2 separate regions of the Sus scrofa genome follow, and region 2 is linked to region 1. The links are chromatin contacts, called in public HiChIP or PLAC-seq maps. All regions are on one chromosome and are shown on one strand. The core of a region is the stretch at or near the end of the contact, and the rest is flanking DNA. Distances in the headings are between cores, read along the strand shown.

Region 1 (7,547 bases), core at 1,265-3,764:
ATTGTAGAAAAACAGCTGTTGAAACAAAAGAGAAAAATGTTTGAATGTCAGCTGGAGTCGACTAAGGTTTAGTGGGGTCTGATGCTACAATCTGAGGGGCTTTCCTAAAAAACACCAGACAATCCCAAATTAGGTGTGACTATTTGAACCCATTGTAGGACCTTGGAAAAGGCCCTGAAATTTAAATGTCATGAACTTCAAGATAAACTCTGAAGGTTGAAAAAAGGGAAAAGTGGCTAAAAAACAACTGTAGGGTTTATTTAACTAAATAAAATTGTATACTTGAGATCAGATATCTAGTAACTGACTAAAGATCTAAGGTTTTTTCATGTCTTAGGACTTGCATGATCTGGAAAGTTGAGGCTCTCTACCATTTTTAATGCTATCATTTCTATCCAATGACTCTAATTTTGTTCTTTTAAACAAAACACCTTTAAAGCCAACTCTTCCCGTTAGATAATGGCAGTGCCTCAGCAGGGTCAGTATGGACCACATTTTAACTCACTGTAACAGCTAAATTTAAGAAGGTCGATTCTTGGAAAATAAAATGGGGGGAGTTCCTGCTGCGACCAAGTGGGTTAAAGGATCCTGCTGTAGCTTGGATTCAATCCCTGGCCCAGAAACTTCCATATGCCATGGGTGTGAGTGGAGTGAGGAAAGAAAGAGAAAGGAAGAAAGGAAGGGAGGGAGGTAGGGAGTTAAAAAGAAGAAAATTGAGTATACCATAAATCTAAAGTTTTAGGTGTCAGTAAACTTTAATGTTAAGAGAGAAAAATGGAGCATTTATTTTTTGGCTGCACCCATGGCATGCAGAAATTCCTGAGCCAGAGATCAAACCTGAGCCACAACAGTGACAACACTGTCTCCTTAACCTTCTGAGCCACCAGGGAACTCCTGAGCATTTATTTAAACTGAGACTCTTTTCTCCCACTTTTTAACTAGAAATATTTCAAGTTTACAGGAAAAAAAAAATTGAAAGACGGCAAATAAACACTCTTTTTCACTTACATTGGCCAATTATTACCATTTTGAGACACTGGCTTTTGGCTTTCTCTCTATCTTTTTTTAACTGAGCTATATGGAAGACGGTTCTAGATAATATAACACTTTATGTCTGAAAAATACATTTGCACATATCTCCTGAGAGCAAGCACATCTCTCTATATAATGACAACACTATTATCACACTCAAGAAATTTAACATAGGAGTTCCCATTGTGGCTCAGCAGGTTATAAACCTGACTAGTATCCATGAGGACACAGGCTCAATCCCTGGCCTTGCTCATTGGGTTAAGAACCCAGCGTTGCCATGGCTGTGGCACAGGCCAGCAGCTGTAGCTCTGATTCGACCCCTAGCCTGGGAACTTCCATATGCTGCACATGGGGCCCTAAAAAGGAAAAAAAGAAATTTAACAAATAAGTCAATTTTCAAAATTCTACAGTTGTCCTGAGAAAATTATTCTTAGATTTTCTTTTTTCAAATCCACTTCAGATCTTACATTGTATCCACTTGTATCCTTTCAGTTTCCTTTTATTTAGAACAGTACTCCCAGCTTAATTTTGTTTATTTCCATCAAGACCAGTTGCTTTGAGGAATCTCACAATCTGGGTTTGCGTCAGTGTTTCCTTACTGTTAGAGCCAAGTTGACTACTGGACAAGAAATGACACAGGTGATGCTGAGTACTTCCATTATCTCACATCAGGTCACACATGTCCATTCGTCCCACTATCGGTGATACTAAGTTTAATCACTTGGTTAAGAAGATGTGAGCAAACTAGGGATTTTTTTAGTAAAATCTTTTTGTTGATTATGAATTGTTCTGTTTAGAGGCTCAGTTATCTGAGTCTTCCCTTTTGCCAAGAAATCGAATCTCGAAAGAATTCAATAAAATAGAAAATTCTGAGGTGGAGATTCCTATCGGTCTTCTCAGAGGGTAGCTGGATAGATATTTGTCCTGCGTTATAAATGCACTGACAGGTCCTATGCCTTAGGCATCAAGTCATCCCGTATCTGTATCTCGTGCTCTGGGCAATCCAGTCTTGCCCTCCAACATGACCCTTTCCTAGCCTTTCCCAAATCCACTTCCCGTGCCCCCACCTCTCCTGTTAGCTTTAAAAAAGTTTTTTATTATAGTTGATTTACGATGTTCTGTCAATTGCTGCTACACAGCAAAGTGACCCAGTTTATACACACACACACACACACACATTCTTTTTCTCATATCATCTTCCATATATTCTATCCCAAGTGATTGGATGTAGCTCCCTGTGCTATACAGCAGGACCTCATTTTCCAGTCAGCTTTGACACTACTTCCCTGGGCTGTCATTGGCGATTGATCTAAGGAGAAGTTACAAACGGGAAGAAGATGGGGCCTCTAAAAGCTGGTGGCCAGTTTGAACAAAGGGAAAGAAACAGGAACATCACACAAAAAAACCCAGCTCCTTGTGTGAATAGAGGTCAGAAAACAGAACCAACACCAGAGGCAGGGCTGGGATGACAAGCTGTAAGGAACCCAGACGAACTGTGAGAGGAAACTGCAGTAGGAAAGGCCTGGGCTCAGAGAACAGAGCATGAGGCCTGGGAATGCTCAGAAATGCATCTCCTCACAGAGTAAGACTGGTCTATGAGAAAGTGCCCAAACTTATCATTTCTCTTCACAGCCCTAATCATGGAGTTCCGTGGTACTGAAAACAACTGTCAAGGTACTCAGTATTTTTGAAGAGTGCTGCAGAAGTCAATAGAACAGGCTATATTCTCTGTATGGAGAGAAAAAAACCCTTTTTGCCCATAATTGTTTTTTTTTTAAAAAAAAACCTATGCTATTTTTATAGGCAAATAGGTTTTGACACTTTAAAAAAGTTGGGTTACTTGGTCACACCGAGTCCTCCATCAGAGACACCTGCTAATTAAGGAGCAAAGGCAGATGTAAGTGCTTCATGTGCTCCATTTTAAGGGACACGAGAACATGAGAGGAAGGGCTGTGTCCTGATTTTGTTGCAAAACCACCAGAAAGACACCAGCAGCTCCAGGAACCAATGATGAAAGAGGCCCTGTGACTTCAAGATCCAGTGGTTCTTAGTGCAGAAGTTTTGCTGGAAGTTTGTTAAGTCTGTACACGTGTTCCCCTCCCATGTGTGGAAGCCAGGAAGGTGCGTATAAATAAAACCGACTCACAGAACAGGATGTGCATTCGCCCGTTTACCTCATCAAAAAAAGGATTGTTCCCTCGCTTGATTCTTGTTCGGTGTGTCTGACCACAGACGTGGACTTTGACCACAGGTCTGATGTTGTTGCCACTTAATTGCCGGCCCTCGATCACTCGGACACGGATCTGCAAGCACAGAAGGGGAGTTGTCACTGATCCTGTCTGAGCACGACAGGTAAGAGAATCCTCGGGTGTTGCCTCTGCTTGTTCACCTGTAACGACTACTGCTCAGGCCAGCCAGCTTTGCAATGTTTCGGACTGGGAGAGGCCACCTATGCTCATTCCAAGCTGGGAACTGGGGTGGGGCTGCCAAAACCAAGATCAGGAGTGGGGCTGCAATACACCACAGCTGGCCTAGGAAAGCACAGAACAGGGCAGAGGCCATAGCTCAGACTCTGGCCTCCTACCAGGTCTTCCTGGATCCGTAGAGGTACCAACTCACTGCATGGCTGTTTCCTACGGACGTGGCCAGAGCTGTGAAAAATGCCATACCTGTGCTTCTATTCTTGGATGAGCTCTTCCTACCACTAGAGGGGATTTTAGTTCATGGAAGAGCCTCATCTGGATTGACTACATCTGCTGCTGCACGCAGAAGAAAGATGGGGAGCTCTTCCTATTGGGTTGATGCCCTGATGTCCTTTTTTACTAGTTGTATCACCGCCCACAGGCAGTGGCTCCTCCCAGCAACACCACAATTGCCAGAAGCTGGACAACACAGTGGTGCAAAGCAGGGGGGGTGGGGGTTCTGCCATCCCTACCTGGAAGTCCTGTGGCTTGTTAGACAGCATCCGCCGGCTGCTCCTCCCTTTGGTGAGCCTCCGGGCAAGGTGAGCTTCCGACGCCATCCCTCCTGGGCCCTTGGGTCCGGGGACCTTGATGGTATTGTCCAACTCCTCCTCGTCACCGCCATCTTCCTCCTCTTCTCCTAAAACCCCAAAAAGGGATCCAGTCAGAGATGGCCCTCACCCTGTACCTATCTGAACACTTCAGAGAATTTTCCGTGTTCCCGAGGCGGCAGGTGAAGGAGACACCTTTTGGTGACACAGACTTGGGAGGGGTTGTGACTCGGGTATAGATCTTTAGGAAGATGTGTTCCCACGCATCTGGGCACTCATTCCAGCTGTCTCCAAGGTGACCCGGAGAACGTCAAAGGCGTGAGGACAGTGAGAAGAGGAGATGGCGCAAATGAAGGGACCCTGCCAGAAATTCCTCGGATCTGACCTGGAAACCCACCCCGAGCTGAGGTCAGGGGCCTTTCCATGGTTAGGACAGTGAGGTAGAGAAAAGCTGGGGAAAACTGGAGTCTTGCAGGGAGACTTCAACTCCAGCCTTCTTACCGCAGGTCTTTTCCATAGATTTTTTTTTAACTGTTGAGGGTTTGTCTGCTTTCACCCTGAGCCTCATGATCATGAGTGCCTTCTCCACGGGGACCTCACGGCAGATGAGAAACTCACCAAGCAGACTGCGGTGGTCATCATGCTGTCTCCCTTTATCCACTGGTTGTCACCTCCACACACATCTATCCCCTCATTTATCTCCTTAACTTTCCTTCACACTCAGGGGAAAAGACATTTTCTGCTCAGTAGAGCAAACTCCCTCCCCATGCCTGAGATCCCACTTCCTTCTGATTCTTTGGAGGAACCTATAAATGTCCCTCCACTTCAAGTACATCTGGTGGCTCTTTCCCCATAGAGACCTTCCTGCTGCCTTCACATATGTACAGATAAAATCATCTAAAACTCATCTTTGCCTTCTATCTCTCCTCTCTTATTCAGAAACTCTTTAAAACTCAGTGACAAACTTCTGTAATACTTTTTTTGTAATAGACAAAAGGTTTGAACTCCTAGTAATTTGTACAATATATTTTAAGAGAGACTAGAAAACTAACCTCCTTGTCCAAAAAATACCAGCACCTGCACTCCCTACCTTTGGATCCTGAACCTCCTCCTTTACAATGCAAAGTCATATAAAAGATTTAATTTCCATAGGGAATCATCTGTCAGTCACTCACATCATAGTATGAATTAGTTCCATCAGCCTGCCTTGCAGCCTGGCTCCAACATAGCCCTGAAGCCATGTTGCTTGGGTTTGAATCTCAGTTTTGAGTTAAGTCTTTTAATTTCTGTTTCAGTTCCACCACAAGGAAGTAAAAGGTTCCCCGAAGTTCTGCTTCAGACTTTAGCCCAGGAAGACCCCTCCTCCTACAACCACTCCATTCATGCTCAGCCCATCCAAGCCTGGCTCCTATTCTGCAAAGGTCAACCATGGACCTATTCTTGCTAAGCTCAGAGCCCTTTTCTGAACCTTATGCTCCACCTTCCATGGCATTGGACAATGGGGCCCACACATACCTCTCTGAATTGTGCAGCTCTCCTCCTGGGACTCCAACTACATCTTTTCAGTGTCTTCCGAGGCCACCCCTTTTGTCTCCTATTCATCAAGTGTGCCTTCCTGCTCTGTTTCTCAGCCCTCTGCTCCTCTGGCCCAGTGTTCTCTGGAACCACACTTCACAGTCTTTCAAGGAGTCATAGGCCCACAGAATGTTGGACTAGAAAGGACCTTAGAGAGCCTCAGTCCAACCTGCCCCCAATCCCATTTTACAGGTAGAAAAACTGAGGTCCAAGAAGGTGAAGCAACTTGTTAGGTTATTAGGAGCTGAGCTGAAACCAGGACCATGTCTTCACCGTCCCTCAGTAGTTTAAGACTGGATCTAGAAGCAGGCTGCAGGTGAAGGCCTCACTGCTTTCAGGCTCCTCCCACAACTAAGATGAACTCCCTTCGACCCTCCCGGGCCCAAGTGGGATTTCCTCCCTGCCAGGGATTGTTCCACTTGAGGTTGTGGTTGTTTACGGCAGAAGAGGTAAACTGTAGCCCTTTGCAGTGCTAGACTCTGAAGAAGCCGTCATGAAGCTCATGATGGATGCTCCAGATACAGACTGCAGGTAACAAAGAGCCAATTTTCTGGAAACATCTTCTGGTAGTCAGCCTTTAGGCTAAAGGGATGGATCAGAGGGAAACTACACCAGTAGTGCCCTCCACCAGCACCTCCGTGCAGCATCAACAGGATAGCAGAGCAGGAAATCGCCCCTTTCTGTGGCAGGAAGCTATACAGGCTTAAACAATGCTAACACCCTAAGTGTTCCATAAAGAGTGATGGGGACCCCTAGGGCACTGCTGAACACACCCTTCTGTGCAAGCTGTTCCATTACCCAATGTTAGCGGCTGTACTGGCCTGCCCTGTATTGAGACCCAGGCAAGCACCGGAACTACAGCCAAGGAGACCTACTAAGTATGACAATTTTGTGACCAAGGAGGGTCAGGAACTGCTGACTGAATAGGAAGCCACTACTTGTACTTGCTTCCCCGGGTTGTGGAAACAAAGTATTACAAACTAAGTGACTTAAAATAACCAAAATTTCTTCTCTAACAGTTCCAAATCCCAGAATTCCAAAATCAAGGTTTTGGCAGGGCCATGCTCCCTTGGAAGCCTCTAGAGGAAAACTCTTCCTTGCCGCTTACTAGCTGGTGGTTCCTGACAATCCCTGGTGTTCCTTGGCTACTATCTGCATCACTTATTCTTCGTCTCTGTTGATCCATGACCTCCCCACCACAACCACCCCACCCCCATGTGTGTCCATGGGTTCTCACCTATTCTCCTAAGGATACCCGTCATTGGATTTAGGGCCCACCCTAATCCAGTATGACCCCATTTTAACAGATTACATCTACAAAGACCATATTTCCAAACAAGTTCACATTCTGAGGTCCCATGTAGACAGGAATTTGAGAGGCAGGGGACACTATTCAACCCACTACAGTGGCTGTCTTGTGTATCTTTCCAGTTTGCTTCCTCTATTACTCCAGTCCACAAGTCTGCAGTCACACAGGCTGCCCCGATCTATGGATGGCATCACATCCCCTGTCCCTCACTTCCTGCATGTCCTTGCCTTTCTCCTAACCTGCTGGATACCATGATCTAACCCTGCAATTGCTCCTCTACTTGCCCCCCAATCCTTCCCTCCCCCTCCCTTCATTGTACTCACCTGGTTCACCTGACTTTCCATGTACCACACTCCTTCACTCAGGCGACTGAACCCAGAACACACACCTTACTGACTAGTGTCACTTTAATTTCATGCTCTCGAACTTTCAGTGGACTCACAGAATTGCCCCGTCATTCTACCATGTTTTCAAGGCACCCAGTTCGAAGTTATGCTAAATCCTGGTTTGAGATGGCCACTGATTAGCCAACAAGGTCAAATCCCTTTACTCTTTTTTTTTTTTTTTTTTGACTTTTTGCCCTTTTCTAGGGCCACTCCTGTGGCATACAGAGGTTCC
Region 2 (7,547 bases), core at 2,220-4,719, 1.9 Mb after region 1:
CAGGCCGGCAGCTGTTGCTCTGATTTTGACCCCTAGCCTGGGAACTTCCATATGTTGTGGGTGCAGCAAAAAAAAAAAAAAAAGGCTAAATAAATAAATAAATAAACTGGGGAGAAATTCAACAGCAAAACTGCTTTCAGAGCTAATCCAAGAACCAAGGATTCCAACCATAAAGAAAACAAAAAGACAACCTATGGACTGAGAGAATATTTGCAAATGATATAACCAACAAGGGATTACTTTCCAAAATATACAAACAGCTCATACAACTCAATATCAAACAAACAAACAAATCAATCAAAAAATGGGTAGAAGACCGAAAGAGACCTTTCTCCAAAGGTGACATACAAATGGCCAACGGGCCCCTGAAAAAAGACACTCATCATTGCTAATTGTTAGACAAATGCAAACCAAACTACAATGAGGTACCCCCTCACACCAACATCAGAATGGCCAACATCAAAAAACCTACAGGTAATAAATGCTGGAGAGGGTGTGGAGAAAAAGGAACCCTCCTACACTGCTGGTGGGAATGTAAAATGGTGCAGCCACTAAGGAGAACAGTATGGAGGTTCCTTAAAAAACTAAAACTAGAGCTACCAAGTGACCCAGCCATCCCACTTCTGGGCATGTACCAACATGGATGGATCTAGAGAATATAGTGATGTAAGTGAAATAAGTCAGACAGAAAAAGACAAATAGACATCACTTACATGTGGAATCTAAAAAATCATACAAATGAATCTACTTAGAAAACAGAAACAGACTCACAGACACAGAAAATAAATTTATGATTACCAAAGGAGAAAGGGAGGTGAGAGATAAATTGGGAGTATAAGATTAACAGATACACATCACTCTATATAAAATAGATAAACCACTGGGAACTACGTCTGGTCACTTATGATGGAGCATGATAATGTGTGAAAATAGAATGTGTATATGTATGTGTAGCTGGGTCACCATGATGTACAGTAGAAAAAAAAATTGTATTGGGGCAATAATAATTAAAAAAAAAATAAAGTCAAAAATAAAAAAAAATAAACAACAAAGTTTTACTGTATAGCCCAGGAAGCTATATTCAATATCTTATAATAACTTATAATGGAAAAGAATCTGAAAAAAAATTTTAAATATTTAAAAATTTTAAAAATACAACTGAATCACTTTGCGGCACTATTCACAATAGCCAAGACATGGAAACAACTCAAATGTCCATCAACAGATAATTGGATTAGGAAGATGTGGTATATATACACAATGGCATACTACTCAGCCATAAAAACACCAAAGTAATGCCATTTGCAGCAACATGGATGGAACTAGAGACTCTCATACTTAGTGAAGTAAGTCAGAATGAGAAAGACAAATACCATATGATATCACTTATATCTGGAATCAAATATAGGGCACAAACGAACTTTTCCACAGAAAAGAAACTCATGGACTTGGAGAGTAGACTTGTGGTTGCCAAGGGAGAGGGAGAGGCAGCAGGATGGACTGGGAGCTTGGGGTTAATAGATGCAGATTACTGCCTTTGGAATGGATAAGCAATGAGGTCCTGCTGTGTAGCACTGGGAACTATGTCTAGCCACTTATGATAGAGCATGATAATGAGAGAAAAAAGAATCTATACATGTATGTGTAACTCGGTCACCATGCTGTACAGTAGAAAACTAACAGAACACTGTAAACCAGCTATAATTGAAAAAAATAAAAATCATTATATATAAAAACAATTTTAAATACAGCTGAATCACTTTGCTGCATAACTGAAACTCACGCAATATTGTAAATCAACTATACTTCATTAAAAAAAAAAAAAAAAAAAAAAAAGAGTGTTGTGGCACAGTGGGTTAAGGATCCTGAATTGTCACTGCAGCAGCTAGGGTTGCTGCTGTGGCACAGGTTTGGTTCCTGGCCTGGGAACTGCCACATGTCACAAGCACAGCCAAAAACTTTTTAAAATAAACAAAGAACTGAGGATTTCAAGCAGGACTTTCCAAGATCATTCAAGTTTGGACCACATGGTATTTTCCAATAAATATGTCACCAACACCTAAAAATCAGGAGATGAAGAGAGACTTTCTGACTGTTTTGATGAAATTAATCATCAGAATTGGGAATCCTAGGCCTGTACATAGTGACTGGCTGGAGCCAAGTGGCTCCCGCTCTGGATGGGCATGCACTGTCCAGCTGCCATGGGCCACTCTGCTCCCCCTGGCTGGGACTCAGCTCTGTCCTTGAGTCTGTATCTCCCTTGCCACCTTTGGGTATATAAGATGGCAACTTGTGACCTAGTCCATCCAGTTTTAACCACAGAGAACTGACCCCATCTCTAACTCTCCAAACTCAAGCCCAGTTCTTTGCCATGGACTGCAGGATTCCCAGTGTTTCTGGATTCATCTTCAAAGAGTTTGGGAGGGAGCCGACACTGGGCCCCTTCTGCTGGAAGATCCAGAGGATTCTTTGGATGAAGACTTAGAGGCAGCTGGGGCCAAGGGAACAGGCCTCCCCAGTCCTGAGCAAGATGCTTCCTTAGATCGGTCCACCTGCAGCCCCTCCTCTCCCCTGGGCAAGGCCACCTCTGTCTCCGCCCAAAATCTGAACCTCTTCCGATGGACAGACGTTTTTATCCTCGTGGACTTCTTTATATGATTTCTACTGGGCCACCCCAAGGGGGAAAAAAGCAAATTCTGCCTCATCAAAACTTCATCCAGAAGTACTTGTCCCAGGAATTCCCGTTGTGGCTCAAGGGTCATGAACTCCACTAGTATCCATGAGGATGTGGGTTCGGTCCCTGGCCTCACTTAGCGGGTCAAGGATCTGGCATTGCCACAAACTGTGGTGTAGGCCGCAGATGCGGCTCAGATCTGGTGTGGCTGTGGCTGCGGTGTAGCCAAACACAGCACTAGGCATTTTACAGGTTACTTCTTATTTTACAACCACCCTACAAGGAAGGTGGTATTGGCCCCTTTTTGGACATGAGGAAAATGGACACAGAAAGAACTGTGCTAAAGTAGACATCTTTCTCCCTGGGCTAGTGGCTGAACCTTCTCCCCGCTGCCTGAATGAGCCTGTCCAGGACTGGCCAGAGCAGAATGCCTGGGCCTACTTACGCTCTGCCATTCGTCTCTTGCCCACTGGCTGCCGTCTTTGACTCCAAGGCACTGTTGAAGCTGGAGATGTTTTCAGAAGAGTAGAGGCCAGCTGGGTTGTTGTACTGGTTTGTGATGATCCTGGGGGAAGCGCTGGAGGCAGGTGAGGCGGTAAAGGGCATGGCACTCCGGTTGTGGGCGCTTCCTATATGTAAGACCTCCTGCAGGCAGAGATCAGAAGAAAAATCAAGGGGGAGTCTGACGTGCAGCTCTCCAGGAACGCTGCAAGCTGAGTGCCAGAGGGAGAAGTGTTTCAATGGGCCATCACTGGCCCTGGCTCAAGGCCCAACTCTAGCAGAAGGGCTCTGACCAACCCGCCAGACACAGGGCAAGACCCAGGATGTTGCACAAGTCGGGCACATTCGGGTTCACCCACCAGCTCTGCCTTCTCATTCTTTTCTGAGGCCCAGAAGAGCCTGATCTCCCGCTGGGTACCCCTGGGCAGGATACCCCTTGATGCCCTGGCCTGTCAGGATGCAAGTCAGAGCTAAAACGCCCTTTCAGGGCACATTCCAGAGGGATTAAGAACCAGGAAGAGAGGAATCGGCATCCCTTCAGTGCAAAGCAGAGGATGATAAAAGGTGGAGATAAATTCCCCAGAACAGAGTGGTTTAGACAAGTAAGATAAGAGGGCTGTGGTGTCACCAGTGAGGCAGCTGCTGACTAGGCAGCCTCTGTCCTCTGGCAGGAGGGGGCTAAGGGGAATTATGGATCTGTTGTTTCTTAATGGGAGAAAGCCAAGGCTAATCAGATGGAAGGCTGAGGGATACCTGTTACAGGGCAGTGCCCAGGGGAGGCTCCTATACTCCCCTCTTTGTGTAATTTGAGCAAGTGTCCTCTACCTCCAAGCTGGACTGCCTAGAGTCGGTGGATAATTATTACATCACCACAGAGCTACTTTATAAACACCCCTCAAAACTTGTTAAATTGACGTTCCCATTTTATTATTTTTTTTAATCAAGGCTTTTCTGATGAGTTGGTTAGTAAGGTGTTCTCTGCTCAGCCACTGTGGATCTACCCTTGGCTCCAAGGCAAGAGCATCCTCTGTGCTGCCCCCTAAACTTGAGGTGCATCCTATTTTCTGGGTTTCCCAGAAATCTTCCTGAACACTGACCTTTTCTTTTTTTTTTTTTTTTCTTTTTTTTTTTTTTTTGGTAATACCCAGGTCCCAAACAACTGCCCCCCAAAGAGTTCCTGTCCTCTGTTGCTCTTCCTTTTTTTTTTTGTTTTCTCTTTCATACTTTCTTAGAAAACACAATGATGAAAACCACCAGCTTAATTCTCTGTGCACTGACTTAAAAGACAACATGAAAACTTGATTATAAGGATTCAGATAGGCTCCCTCTTCAACAAGTTGGAAACACTGAGGGTTAACTATATTACCTTGACATGATTTTGTCCACATGGAACAAAAGCTTAGGACAGTTTGTTCACAAAAGGGGAAGTAAAATTAGTTAAAATAACCTCAGCAGTAATCAAAAAGTGATTAAATAGGTTTTACAATATAACTATCCCAAGGGATAATAAGTGGTTATGAACAGCTGCAGACTTTCAGGGGGTGGCCTGGAACCCCAGGCCCCATAACTACTATGCAGCAGCACAGTGGGACAGATGACAGTGGCAGCCAGGATCACAATTCTTTCCTCGTCTCTCCTTCCCCACAGCAATTCCTAGGAGCAACTTAGGAGGCTGAGCACCAGGGAAGAACCCTTATGTTTCTGTCTTGGCTCATTTTTTTCCCTGTCGCTTCCTGTTCGGCTTTGGGCCAGTTATACTTCCCTCTTCGCCACTGCACAGTGCCTGGCACACAGCAGGCATTCAACGAGTGCCATCCCCTTCATTTTCAGTTAGAATGGAAGTTAATAGAAAATGCAGGTTGGACTAGGAACCATGAGGTTGAGGGTTCGATCCCTGGCCTCGCTCAGCAGATTAGGATCCGGCATTGCCCTGAGTTGGGGTGTAGGTCACATACATGGCTCGGATTCCGTGTTGCTATGGCTGTGGCGTAGGCCGGCAGCTATAGCTCTGATTCAACCCCTAGCCTGGGAACCTCCATATGCCACGGGTGTGGCCCTAAAAAAGCAAAAAAAAAGGAAAGAAAAGAAAGAAAGAAAGAAAATGCAGGTTGGAAATTCTGATCTTCACTTTTATAGAGAATCTCCCAAGAATGTATATGTTTTGTACATAAAAGGGGTATCTCTAATTCCATGTGAATACCAGTCTGTCCAGAAATCAGGCAGTTAACTCAGGGCCTGCCTTTTGGAAGGGATGATGTAATTGTTTGGGCTTTGTATTTATCAGTCTCCAAGGAAACTCAATAATGAGGAAATATAAACTAGGTGTGTAACTACACTGACCTCAGATAAGCTGGGGTGTTGGCTGGCCTTACATGAAGGAACAGATCCTTTAATTATAGATGAACTCTGCTCTTACTCATTCCTCTATTTTAGAATGACTGGAAGTTGAAGATTTTGGAAAAATGAGAGGTGGGAAGTTTTTCATAGGAACAAAGAATTACTAAGAATCAAAAGAAAACTATAGTTAAGTTAGCCGTTAGTGTTTGAGATTTTTTTTTTTTTAATCTGAAGGAAACAGCCTTCAAAATATTAATATAGGTACTCAGATTATATGTTTAAGATGAAAGTTCAAGTATAATACATAGACAAAGTAAGGTAAGTATTGCCTTACTGAAGTGAAAACTTTTTAGAGACCACATTAAAACAAAAATCATTCCTTACAAGTCATAAAACATATGAGCACTTAACACATTAAAACTTAACATTTATAATGGGAATTCCCGTCGTGGCACAGTGGTTAATGAATCCGACTAGGAACCATGAGGTTGCAGGTTCAGTCCCTGCCCTTGCTCAGTGGGTTAAGGATCTGGCGTTGCTGTGAGCTGTGGTGTAGGTCGCAGACACGGCTTGGAACCCCCGTTGCTGTGGCTCTGGTGTAGGCTGGCAGCGACAGCTCCCATTAGACCCCTAGCCTGGGAACCTCCATATGCCGCGGGTGCGGCCCAAAGAAATAGCAAAAAGACAAAAAAAAAACAAAAAACTTAACATTTATAATAAATTTAATGAAGTGATTGAAAACTCCCTGGGAAATTGGAATTGACTGTGGCATGTTTTAAATCAGGTTGCACAAAGGCCAATTTATAGATTGAATGCCATATTTATGAACTTTCCTTAGAGGAACTGTACAGAATAATACAGTCAAGTCAGTTTTGAAATGGCTGATGCAAAATGATCCTTAAAGTGAGTCTTAGGATTCTTAGGTAGGATTTTTATTATATTAATGGGAAAAATTTTGTGTGACTTCATTTCTGACATTTTAATGAAAGCCAACTGAAAGAAGATCACTTATATACAATCATTCAAATCACCCACATTAATTCACCCAGTGAGTTCACTTTCACACAAGTTTGTTTTATGTGTAAAAGGTAAGTAGCTATATGCTATCTCTTGATTATAGCTCAGTACACCATAACAATTAAAATATCCCAAATTTAGAAAAAAAAAATTAAAGTTCAAATGTTCTTTTTTTTTAGGGTCACACCCATGACACGTGGAGGTTCCCAGGCTAGGGGTCAAACTGGAGCTACAGCCACCCCAGAGCAACTCAGGATCTGAGCCACATCGTGTGACCTACACCACAGCTCACAGCAACATCAGATCCTTAACCCACTGAGCAAGGCCAGGGATTGAACCTGCAAATTCATGGTTACTAGCCAGATTTGTTTCTGCTGTGCCACGACGGGAACTCCCCTAAAGTTCAAATCTTCAGTTGGAGCCAAATGTATAAGATTCACAAACCAATCTAAGTTTTCAAAAGCCATTATCAACCTATCTACTAACATACATCTAATAACGCATTAATTTATCTACTAATTTATTCCATACTTTGTGAAAAGTAGCATTATGAGGTGTGAGCAATTTTACACAATGTTTTAAATATCTTTACATTTTCCCCTGTATTTCTAAAGAATATTCATTCACTGTAGATAATTTAGAAGATGTAGTTAAAGAAGAAATAAAATCACTTATAGTTTAAGTATTATGTACAAATATGGAAGCTTAGGACAATCTCTCATCCTAGGAAACTCTATTTGGCCAACAAATTCTGCATTGACCACCACATTTTCCAATACCGCTTCATTTTAGTAATTTTAAGGTCTCACGGGAGTCCCCGCCTTGGCTCAGTGGTTAACCAACCCAAATAGCACCCATAAGGACGCAGGTTTGATCCCTGGCCTCGCACAGTGGGTTAAGGATCTGGTGTTGCCATGAGCAGCGGTGTAGGTTGCAGACAAGGCTCGGATCCTGCATTGCTGTGGGTGTGGCATAGGCTGGCGGCTATGGCTCCAATTAGCCCCCTAGCCTGGGAACC

The links. HiChIP or PLAC-seq counts read pairs in DNA pulled down with a chosen protein or histone mark.
Region 2: an H3K27ac HiChIP or PLAC-seq map of alveolar macrophages shows a contact between it and region 1. The contact joins two enhancer-like sites. A contact is called at or near these places in 1 of 47 Hi-C or Micro-C datasets (embryonic fibroblasts) and 1 of 2 datasets of contacts at active chromatin or transcription factors (alveolar macrophages).

The regions. Positions count from the first base shown.
Region 1 is chr14:104,878,932-104,886,478 of Sscrofa11.1, forward strand. MYOF (myoferlin) reads right to left here. Exons shown (of 54, transcript XM_021073854.1): 6 at 3,968-4,134; 7 at 3,207-3,335; 8 at 1-15. Among named protein-coding and RNA genes, the nearest start is that of MYOF, 59 kb to the right of the region's middle. Within about 2 kb of position 2,515, at least 11 of the 83 cell types and tissues checked have an H3K27ac peak or open chromatin away from gene starts, as enhancers often do. A contact at or near this core is called in alveolar macrophages, where this site is marked.
Region 2 is chr14:106,765,027-106,772,573 of Sscrofa11.1, forward strand. It overlaps PDLIM1 (PDZ and LIM domain 1), which reads right to left. Exons shown (of 7, transcript NM_001315778.1): 4 at 3,120-3,319. Among named protein-coding and RNA genes, the nearest start is that of PDLIM1, 25 kb to the right of the region's middle. Within about 2 kb of position 3,470, at least 25 of the 83 cell types and tissues checked have an H3K27ac peak or open chromatin away from gene starts, as enhancers often do. A contact at or near this core is called in alveolar macrophages, where this site is marked.